Linked DNA regions of Anser cygnoides: all the other regions are linked to region 3. Evidence: chromatin contacts called from public Hi-C data. All regions are on one chromosome and are shown on one strand. The core of a region is the stretch at or near the end of the contact, and the rest is flanking DNA. Distances in the headings are between cores, read along the strand shown. Region 1 holds the start of UPF2 (UPF2 regulator of nonsense mediated mRNA decay). Region 2 holds the start of NUDT5 (nudix hydrolase 5). Region 3 holds the start of PHYH (phytanoyl-CoA 2-hydroxylase).

Region 1 (3,681 bases), core at 503-3,002, 470 kb before region 3:
ATTGCCACAGGAAGTCAGGCCACGCATAGTTTGGTCCAGATTAAAGGCACAGTAAGGCAACTCCGAGAGAAACTTATCGATTAAAACTTTTATTTAGTACCTAATACTTATGTGAACGTACTGTTGGAAAGACAAGATAATGACACAAGCTTCAAAAGCCAGTAAATAGGAGGAACCGGCACTCACAGCTGAAAATTAGAAAGTACGGAAAGGACAGACAGGAGACAAGGGTTCCATATGCTTTTGGGCTTTCAGCAGTGCATTCCTGTAATGACATTTAAATTCTTTGGAACTAGCTTCTTGGTTCCATCACTTACAGATGCTATCTTCCCAGAAGAAACTACTAAGCCTCCTTTTTCACTATTTGATCTACATTAACTCACTCTAATCTTATTTAAGAGTTGCGGGTATTTTTTATTTTAGCTGAATTTCTACTTAAGCTTTTTTCACGCCAATCTTGGTATTTGATAAAGTGACAGAAGCAGCTCACAATACTCCAGGCTCAGAAGTTTAAATAAATAAAAGTTCAACAATAACAAAAGTTTTCCATTTATGCTTTCCCATAAACATTGCCCACCTAATTGCTTATCCTCAAGGAAACACAAGATTCACAAGAGATATTCAGCACTATTAACGTAGCCGCTATTCAGAATAAAAGGAGCAACATCAACACCTTAGCCTGATGCTCTAGATCCTCTCAAATCGGTGAAAAGCCGTAGCCAAAGACCGCAGCACCACAAACTTAAATCTTTCTCAAGTATAGCGGGATGAAGACACAACTTTACTAAACTAACGAGGAACACTGAGCTTTTTCACACGCTTTTCATGCTGCTAGCGGGATTTAAATTGATCACAGACATTCCTCCGTTAGGTACGCTGTTAGGTAGGGGGGCTACACAACGCAGGCAACAAGTCCCGCTTCTGACACCGCGAAAAGCATCAGAGAACGAAGGAGCTGAGCAGGGTTAGCAACCCCATCGCTAGGGAATGGAAGTTTTGAGGAGCTGCGGTGCAAATCAGGGCAGGGGCCGGCGGGTTGACCAGCCGGCCGCTTTTACTTTCGCTTCCACGCCTCCCCCAGGAGCGTTGTGTTGGCGGAGCTGCCCTGCCCTGGGGGGGGGGGGGGGAAGGGGAGTGAAGGCAAATCGGTGCGCGTGGGACAACAGAACCGCTGCGGTGTTACACCCCCGGCTCCTCCTTCTCCCCGTCCCCCGAGGGCAGCCGTCCCCAAACCCCTTCGCTTCCCCCCCTTCCTCCCCTTCCCCTTTCAGCCCCCCCGGTGCCACCTCACGGCCCCGCCGCCCCCCTCAGCCCCCCCCAGGCTCCCTCAGCGCCTCCCTCAGCCGCCGTCCCCGGTTCCCCCCCCCCATCTCCGGTTCCCCCCCGCCGTCCCCGGCCTCCCCCTCCCGCCCCCATCACCCTCCCTCCCCTCACGTCCCGGTGCTCCCCTCACGCCCCCGCCCCCGCCACCTCGGCCCGGTGCAGGCATCGCCCGGCCGCCGCCGCCGCCGCCGCTCGAGGCCCCCTCTCCCCTCACGCCGCTCTCCGTGCCCGCGGCCGCCCTCCGCGCTGCCTGAGCCGAAGCGTCGCTCCCCGGGCCGAGCCCCGCCGCTCGCCTCCCGCCGCCCAACCGAGAAATTAAGGGTGAGGAGGCGGCTCGGTGCTCGCCGTTGTGGCCGCCCCGTAAGGCCCGGCGGAGGGAGGTTGGTGGAGGCAGGGAGGCAGGCAGCGCGCGGGGCAGCCCCGGGTGGGGGTCCTGAAGGAGGGCGGCCGTGCTCGGGTTACCGGCGGGGTGCGGAGGCGGAAGTGGCTGAGGGAAGGGGGGGGGGCGGGGGACGCCGTGTGGTGCCGCGTGACGTCACCGCCGTGACGTTTTTCGCCCCTGTAGCCTCGCGTCGCGTCACGCTGCTCGGGCCGACGTTAAACTCCGCCGTTCCCCGAGGCCATGAGTCCGCCTGCCCTCTGCCAGACGCAAATTTTGGGGGCAGAAAACCCCAAATTACCTCAGAGCACGCGTCCCACACGGCGCTGGCCGTGAGGCGGCCCGAAATTAGCCCCACGTGAAAGGTCTGGCACGGTCCGGCCTCAATAAGTGGGTATTTTGGGGTTAAGATCCAGTTCCTTAAGCACTCAGGTGTTTATTTTCATAGAATCACAGAATCATTAGGGTTGGAAAAGCCCTCCAAGGTCACCTGGTCCAACCACCCCCTACCACCAATGTCACCCACTAAACCCTGTCCCTAAGCACCACGTCCAACCTTTCCTTGAACACCCCCAGGGACGGTGACCCCACCACCTCCCTGGGCAACCCGTCCCAGTGCCTGACTGCTCTTTCTGAGAAGAAATGTCTCCTCATTTCCAACCTGAACCTCCCCTGGCACAACTTGAGGCCATTCCCTCTGGTCCTATCACTAGTTACCTGTGAGAAGAGGCCGAACCCCAGCTCCCCACAGCTTCCTTTCAGGTAGCTGCAGAGAGCAATAAGGTCTGCCCTGAGCGTCCTCTTCTCCAGACCAAACAACCCCAGTTCCCTCAGCTGCTCCTCACAGGACTTGTGCTCCAGGCCCTTCACCAGCTTCGTAGCCCTTCTCTGGGCACGTTCCAGGGCCTCGATGTCCTTCTGGTAGTGAGGGGCCCAAGCACTCGGGCTCCTGTGAGCTGTCACTTAGGTACAGTGAGGTATTTGTGCCCCTCCAGGCTTAGGGTGAGCACACACACACCTGACTGCAACATCACGGCCAAGCCTCGAGGGGCAAAATGAGATTATTCTGCTGTTAAACCCACTTTAGTCACAGGGAAGAGGCAAAGAGGCAGTCCAAAACAGGATTTTTCCTCTGTTAATCCCACTTTTAATCACAGGGAAGAGGCAGCCCGAATATGAGACTGCTTACCGACTTGGTTTTTGTGTACTCTGCCAGCTGGTACGGGGCTGGACAGGTTTTTTTCCAGGAAAGAGCCCTCCTCCTGCTGTTCATGCCTCATTTTGCAGACACATCCGAAAATCTCCGTCTGGAAAAGTTTATGAATATTTGAAGGGGTGAAGTCATGCTTCTTATTTACATCGATTGTTCAAGTGTCTTTGTGGCACGAAGACATCATTTGCCTCCCAAGATGGTTACTGGGTTGCTTAAACTGATTTGCTGGAATGGGGAAGATCCATGTGATGTGCTAAACAGAGAAAAGAGGGGTTAAAAGGGGAGGATATCTACAAAGATACTGGTGTTTTTGGAAAAACACCAATAATGTAGAGTGGATGCCTCTGAATGCAGCTTTTCTGTTATGGTTTAAAAAAGGCAGACTCAGCATTATATTAGGGCTAAATTGCAGGTTCAGTAGCCTTACATCAAGAAATGTTGGCTTCTTTTATTTTGCAGAATGGTATTGCTACCTTTTCTAGCATGAATAAAATGCACCATCACTAAAAGTCTGAAACAGTAGTACTTTCTGTATTTACACCACATTCCCCACCAGCCACAGCTACAACTTCATTGGAACTCTCTTTGGTAAAGACGCTGTAAACAAATGCTGTTTTACCTTTGATAGATCAGAAAGCTTTTCCTTATAAAGTATCTGTTTCATCTGTGGCTGCTTAAATACTGATCAGGTTTTCCTACTAATTTACTAAAAAAAAAATAATCCAGGTGGATCTCATTACCTAAGTTTCAGATGTAAAGTGTGTCA
Region 2 (3,734 bases), core at 1,051-3,550, 420 kb before region 3:
TATTTTAAATAGCTTTGCATTCGCTCCTAAGGCACTGCAGAATGAGAGTACAGGAAGATCCAAAAGAGATGAAAATCATGTCCCACTGGTTGTCCAAGGAGAAGAACCAATATGCTTCAGTTGAAGAAACAAACACAGCCAAATGTTTGTGTTAATGAATTTTTTAAACACTGCAGAGAAAGCGAAGGACTAGGCTATTGGTTGTAGTTTGTTGCAGCATTCAACAGCACTGGCAGATCACTACCACTGTCGCCAAGTTATTGTTTGCTAAGCAGAAAGGGGAAAATGGCTGAAAAACAGGAAAAGATCAGGTGCCAGGAGTCCTAGAGGAAAAAGAAATCACTAGTCTGTAAGAGATTTGACCTATCCGAACTCCAGAAAGACAACAAAAGGACAAAATGTAGATTTTAAGCATACAAAACAAACAATGTCAAACAAAGGGTCTTGTTTTTCATCTGGTATTCTTAAGTACAGCTTTTGGCCTCTACTGTCACGGAGCAGTAATTAAAAAGTACTCTAGGCCACGCAGCATAAATATGTACAATGAGGTACAGTGAGGTGAAAGCCTTGCTGCTAACTGCTTACAGGGTGAGGAAACTGAAAGCTGCCAGGTTTCCCTAAAAGTAAAATAAAACGTTATTGTCACCCACCTTGTCAGGTGCACAACTAAAACCTTTTGGAAGCTGGCCTAGAAGCATAACTCTTGCCTTGCAGAGCTCCTTACTTAGGGCCCAACGGCACTTTTCAGGGCGTGTTCTACTAACCATACTCAGTTTTAGAATGAGCAATTTTTTATGGCTTGATCTATTACTTTGACGGGCAAATACCACGTGTTTTCGCTCACAACAGCCTGACTGTGGGTTCCCAGAAGCAGGTAGAAGAAAATAAGATCAGCAGCTACGTTCACGAAAGAAGATTCTCCAACATCAAGCCACACAGGTGCTGAAGACCAAAACACTTTCACTATAAGGGTGACTGGCAGACACATGGTAAACATTCTCCTCAACTATGCCCAGAAAATGACCGAAAAGCTAAATGGCTTAGAAGATGTTAAGATCTAATTATGAACTTCTAATGACACTGAAGAGTGCAATATTACAAAGGAGAAAACCTAAGAGGTATTATGAAGAAAAAGGAGCATAAAATTCAAGTATTACCTGAAAAACAAAAACAAAACAGGTTCTAAGGTCTAAAAAAACTCATAGTTTCAATTATGGTGAAAATGCTCCTAAAAAGCAGCCAGAAGTACCTCAGAATTCCATTCTGAAGACCTGATATTTTCTGATTCTGTAAAGGTAAGGTGCAACTACAGTGTTTTTGACAAATATTACTACCTCCTTACTAACGTCTTTAGAACAGCAATCATCTAAATTCAAATCCTTCCAGAAAATATCAGAGAAGATAAAATCCTAAATGTTAAGGCAACTCTTAGAGGTTCATCTTAGAGGAACAGACAGCATTTTCACAATCTACCCATTTCTACAGTATCTGAGAGGAATCAACATTATTTCTTAATATTGAAAACAGCCTGAACAGACAATACAACAAACAGCTATAAAATTAGGAAAAAAAAAGCTGAAGCTTAAAAAAACTGAACACTGTAGATTTCTCTCCCTCTCCTTGATAATTTGTATGATTGTTTCGCAAAAAGAATTACATATTCCTCATCCACGTCACCTTCTTTAAACTCTTTGACCATCAGGAAGAAGTGCTCTGCCTGAATAGATTTTACAAACCTACAGCATCTATACCATTTCTTACTCTGCACTCACAAACATTCTGATCTGTCTCAGCTAGTTGTTATTTAGCAATAAAACGTGTCAAAACCAAACATGTTATACCTCTTCTTTAAGGACGAATTGCCTAGCAGTTTTCGGAACTTCTGCGGATGTCTCAGTTGCCATTTTCAGGAATGTCAGGCTTTTCCCCTCCTGTGCAAAGTCCAGACTACTATGAAACAAAGTCAATATTTGCTTTCAGAGTAAAGTTAAAAGGTTCATTTCTGCATTCTAAATTAACAAATCCAACTTGCCAGAGAAAGTTAACAGCATGTGATGGCAAGTGCAATTCACATTTTCAGCTCCACCTGATGGTTTCGAAGGAAGTCTGGGTCAAATCCCAGACTTACGTAGTTGGTAACAGTCCTATCAACTGCAGAACAGCTGTGCTGGCTGAAGATACCCTCCTTACCCGTTCAAAGGTCAGGCACACGCAGAAGCAAAGTTGATCCATTTAGTAGAATTGTTTCATTCTGCTCAGTGAAGTGTCAATGCAGCATTGCCACAACAAGTCTAAGCACTCCACTGTCAAAGTGGAAAAAAAACTTACACCAGAAGGACTTCCGGAGTAGAAGTTGCACATTATTGAGAAAGAATCAGAACCAGAACCTACATACATCACATATACGTACATAAATGGCTCAATTCTTCCCCCCCAAAAAAAACTCCAAGGTCAAAAAGTCACCTGTGTGTTGCAAGTCTAGGTGGCACGTGGAGTTAGCGTGATCAAAGCACGTCACTCTCCCTTACTAGGAATGGTGTGGCCAACACCGTGCAAAAGGCACCTGGATATGCCCAAAGCAAGGCTGTCTCACTGCTGAGATATGCAGCACTTTCGGCACAGAAACTATTATTCCAAGGAAGCTCATCTTTGATATTATGTTCCTGTACTGAAGCCCTGAAAATTAATTTTAAATAAAAAGACAGTGCAAAGAAGCAACTCAGTTTAGATGCCAGGAGAGACAAGATCTCAGAGATCTCTGTTATTCTCAAGAGTTCATTTAAGGTTGTAATCTTTCCATGAAGTCAACAGGAACCTTTCCCTTGACTCCAACTATAGTTTAATAAGGATTCTCTAGCAATGAACACTATATGCTGTGAGTGCTCACCTCTGTCACGCCCAATTTTAGCACTTTCATTCTTACTTTATCCTTCTGTGATAAAATCTACAGCACACTTGCGAAACATACATGAGCATGGAGCTATACCAGCTTTCTTACATATAAGATTTGTATTTAACTTCACAGAGTAGTTCAGAGGACTAGACAGTACAAGCTATGTCTGGTTATCAGAAGGATTACAACTAATGTACATAAATCCATTTCCTCAGTAAGTACAAAGGGCAGGCTCTTTCTTAAATCTTAAGACAGTCTTGTTGGATGCAGTACATCATAGCGGTTGTCAAAGTTTCAAATTGTCTTTAGGTAACATAAAACTTGCACAGGAACCCTCACTTACTAAATCCAATTCTGTCATTTCAAAAATATATTACCCTTTTTTAATCCTAAAATTACATTATATTATCCTTTCTAAAAGAAATGATGCTTCATCTTAAAATTATGTAGTGTTATTGCCTACCTTACCACTACTATGAAAAACTGTTCTAGGACCTTACTTGCTTATCTTACGTTTATCCCATATTAGTTCAATTAGTGTTGCCCGTTTGTTCTTAAGCTAACTCAAACCCTCCTCACTTAGGATTTAAGAGACGTGACTGGCAAACAGTCACAGTATCTCGCTGTGAGTCTAACATACAGTATTAAGCTTTCCATGAAACTCATGCAAAAGAACCACAGCCCAGCATACTGGTTTGAAAAGGCTCCTGGTCATCCATAGGAGACAGTCAAACTAGGCTCTGTGCGACGCCCTAAGTATCCAGCTTCAAAAATATAGAAAATTCACATAGCTAGCTACAAGAAATGCACCTCCAATGTTTGGAAAGAATTATAAGCTTTC
Region 3 (3,718 bases), core at 47-2,546:
CCTGGGTTTGCCTGAAAAAACACAAGTAAACCTAACACTAATGGGGAAACACTTTAGGATCCCATCAGGAACGTACTCCCCTTACAACCAGGGTGCTTTTCCTTGCATTTATGTCTGATTTTGTGCCCCTGCTTGCACCTGTGTCTCTTACCAGCCTGAGTTAACTGCTATCCGTACATCTTTAGAGTTTTTATACATTTGGAGACTTTTATGTGCTGCTTGATCACATCCTCTTCACTAATTTATTATAATTCAGAAAACTTGCCAGCGTTCAGCTCTCACTGAGAATCAGCAGCATTTAATTTATTTTTTATTTTTTAAAAACAGCAAAATTTAAGGCAGCAGCTTTAAAAATAGTACCAGCAGGCAGTCTTCATTTAACTTTTGGAAACGTGGAACAGACCAGGGTGAAAACTGTCTGCCCCAGTCTTGTTTCTTTGGTCTATGGTAAGGCAGGCAGCCTCCAAAATCCCTACATCCTTTCCCACTCACCAGTGCAGCACAGACAAAACCTCGCAGCTTTTCCTGGTGCTGGTCTAATGGTCAGGTCTGCAGCTGCCGACAAGGTCTGAGACTTGCTGTGTGATTGCTGAGCCCTGCAGGGTTTATTTCCCCCCAGAACATCAATCTTTAGGGTAAATCCCCCTGCTCACTGCTCCCGACGCACAGGCAGGTGCAGGATGCACACGCGTGTTGTGTTTTCAGCGTGTTTTATGAGCAGACCCCGAGAAACGAGCAGGCAAAGCTGACCGGAACATCACGTGCTGTGGAGCGATGCCAAAAGGTGGCCGGCCCACCAGATGCACAGCCCCGTGCCCGGGTTGTAGGGCACGGGGAAGAAACTCCAGGCGGCGAGAGGTTTTTGGGGCGGGACTCCCCAAAACCAAACGGCCAGGACACGCGCTGCCCTGCTGCCTACCTGCCTGCCACACGCTCCCACCCCGCAGCCGGGGTGCCTGCGCATCCTCATAGAGCACCACCGAAGCCCTCCTAGGTGTGCGAAAGCGCACGCAGCGGGGTGGGGGCATCCAAAAGGCCCCCACCCCAAGAGGGCCAACGTCTCACCGCCTCCCTCCCCACGGACATAAAGGATACAAGAGCAGGGGCTGTCCCCAGCCGGGGCGAGAGGTGCCGGAGGATGGTGTCCAGCCGAGCCGCCGGCCCCGACCTCTTCCCCAGCTGCTCCATCGCGCTCGTCCCGCAGCCTGACCCTACAAACACCCGGGGAGGAGCTGGGCCCCGTCACCCTCCGCAGCCGCTGCCTGGGCTGCACATGCGCCAGCAGCCGTGCATGCTCAGAGAGGCTGCAGAAAGGGAGCCAAGGCCTGGCAGGGTTTGCGAGTGGGAGGGCCCGCTGGAGGCTGGGAAGTACGTGGGGAAGCTCCGAGCATGCTTTTTGCTCGCTCCCCCCTTCCCGTGTTTTTCCCTTTCTGTGCCAGCAGTTACTGAGCTGCGAGGATTTAATCAGCCCTGTGCAGAGAGCGGCGCTTGGCACGCTCGGTCACAGACCACGGATGAGGCTGGCAGGAATATTCTCTTTTTTTTTTTTTTTAGCTCCCATCTCTCAGGAGACTTTCAGAGCTTGCCTCGTTTCTCCATGAATCAGTTTGCAAAGATCTTTATGGCCCCGCAGTCACCTCAACACCGTGTCAGGGTGCGTTTCCTAAGTGCCTTACTTGCGTTGATACAGACCTGGAATGCTTGCAGCCTCCATCACATCTGCACTGGATGCAGGATGCTGTGCTGGGTGCCCTTTCTGCCCAGCTCCTGCGGCAGCTCCGGTGCTTTTAAGTCAGCAAAGAGGCCAAGGAGCAAAGCAGGTCACAGTGCTGCACCTGGGGAGTTCGGGGTGAGGAAGAAAGCCTGGAAGGGAAATCCTGGTGTAGGAGGATAAGAGCCCTTAGCATTAAAACGTCCACGTGCTCAGAAGTGCTGCATGGGTGTAGGTTGCTCCTAGCATCCTCTCCTCTGCCTTAACTAACACCGTGAGCATGTCACCTGAGAAGCCTGGGAATATTAAGGGACTTAAAACACCTCCAGCATGGCTCAAAAGGTGATTTTTGTTATTTTTGCACAGCTGCTGTTGCCAGTGCTCCTTTTAGAGCCTTACCACTCCTCCAAAGTGGGCTTCAGGTCCCCTGTGTCACCGTTTAGACTAGCTTGTGCCATCGGTGTGGCAATCAGTTCATCCTCGCTTTCCCTTAAAGTGCTATGCTGTGAGGCAGGCACAGCTGAAAGGTGAGGTTTCTGATGACGGAATTAGCCATCGTGCTTCCTTCTCCATTCCCTCGGCTAGGGGCGTTTGTCTGACCGGGACAGAGCAAACTGCAGGGAAAAACCGTTAACAAACACTTTGCAGCAATATACACCAAGTAGCAGCATCAGGACTGGAGGGAAGTTACGCTAAGAATTGACGTTATTGTGCCAACCCACTGTATGCCAGCGCCTGCTCAATTCCTTCATAACCCTCTTCTGCATGAGCGACGCAGCCAGGCCCTGCTCCTGAAGATGCACCGTCACCGCTGCTGTACAGTTCTCCAGCAGAGCACGTCCCCTGTTGCTCCGAGCCATCTCACGATGATGGGGTGTGCACCACAGCTACTTTAGGAAGCTCAAGTCCATTGTGCAACAGGTTGGGCTCGAATCCAAGGTGGCGTCTTGATGAAACAAGACCTCGGCTGTCAACATCCTGAGCCTCAGTATGTTAGCTCTACAGACAAACAGAAACGAAGGCATGGATAGGAAGTGCTTCTGAACTTCACCTGCATCCTAAAACCAAACCTGAACGCCTTCAAAACTCAGTGGCAAAACTATCAAGGACTTAAGTAAAGATGTAGCACAGCAGGGTACGTAGTCATTTGTGGCAGCTGCCCGGACTGGAGCGCGATCCTGTTTCTTGCTCATGTGGCCAGCAGTCCCATGCATGCTCAGTGAGGTTGGTCACTCCCTTCAGGGACTGTGACAGAAGGGAGGGTGTTCACACAAGCGGGAAAAAACAGGATCAGGAACCCAGAAAAACACTTCTCATATGACAAAACTGTTCTGTGTAGTCAGAGGGAAGCACGCAGGCATGACGAGGGGAAAACAAGCGGCAGCAGTGACAGCACACAGCCCTTTATTGCCAGTAACAGCAGACCTTTGACTCCTGATCTATAGGAAAACCCTTAGTCATAGGTAAACAAAAAGTTAATAAGAGTCTCTCTAAAAGCAAATTCAAGGGAAAGGAAAAAAAGCAACAAGAGTAGCAGTTTTATTACAGAAGTTGTAATTACAACTGCACCGAAAGCTCTATTTATAATTCAGATATATGCTGTAATTACCTTCACAATCCAAAGAGACAGGAACCCCAATAAATCTTCACCTGTGACAAAATTCAGGTACGAGACATCAAAAAGACAAAAGACGAACAATACTACACGTGCCAGTTCTGACACAGACCCCTCGTGATGTAGCTATTTCTTCCCCTGTATACGTTTAACAGCATCTTCTGCAAAGGTGGCTTTCGTGTCTGAAAAAAATAAAAAGAACGTGTAGTGAGTAATTCTGCTGTACTGATTTAGAAGCTTGAGAACTAACATGCTTTTATACATACATAATACACATACATACCTGTGTGTATGTACATATATGCATTTTTAAACATGTAAATTTGAATCAATCAAACCTCAGAGAGCTCATCTCCCTGTGCATTGTTTACAATCATTCCTTTTTACTTATT

What was found. Hi-C and Micro-C count contacts between places; a contact is called where the count stands out from the background.
Region 1: a Hi-C map of liver shows a contact between it and region 3, with 8 times the contacts expected there. The contact joins the promoter of UPF2 here to the promoter of PHYH in region 3. A contact is called at or near these places in 2 of 7 Hi-C or Micro-C datasets (both in liver).
Region 2: a Hi-C map of liver shows a contact between it and region 3, with 4 times the contacts expected there. The contact joins the promoter of NUDT5 here to the promoter of PHYH in region 3. A contact is called at or near these places in 2 of 7 Hi-C or Micro-C datasets (both in liver).

The regions. Positions count from the first base shown.
Region 1 is chr1:6,743,728-6,747,408 of Taihu_goose_T2T_genome, forward strand. It overlaps UPF2 (UPF2 regulator of nonsense mediated mRNA decay), which reads right to left and starts at 1,753. Exons shown (of 23, transcript XM_048062607.2): 1 at 1,468-1,753.
Region 2 is chr1:6,795,208-6,798,941 of Taihu_goose_T2T_genome, forward strand. NUDT5 (nudix hydrolase 5) reads right to left here and starts at 2,301. Exons shown (of 10, transcript XM_013197085.3): 1 at 2,191-2,301; 2 at 1,842-1,931. The coding sequence starts at 2,232.
Region 3 is chr1:7,217,806-7,221,523 of Taihu_goose_T2T_genome, forward strand. It overlaps PHYH (phytanoyl-CoA 2-hydroxylase), which reads right to left and starts at 1,297. Exons shown (of 9, transcript XM_013197102.3): 1 at 1,096-1,297. The coding sequence starts at 1,188.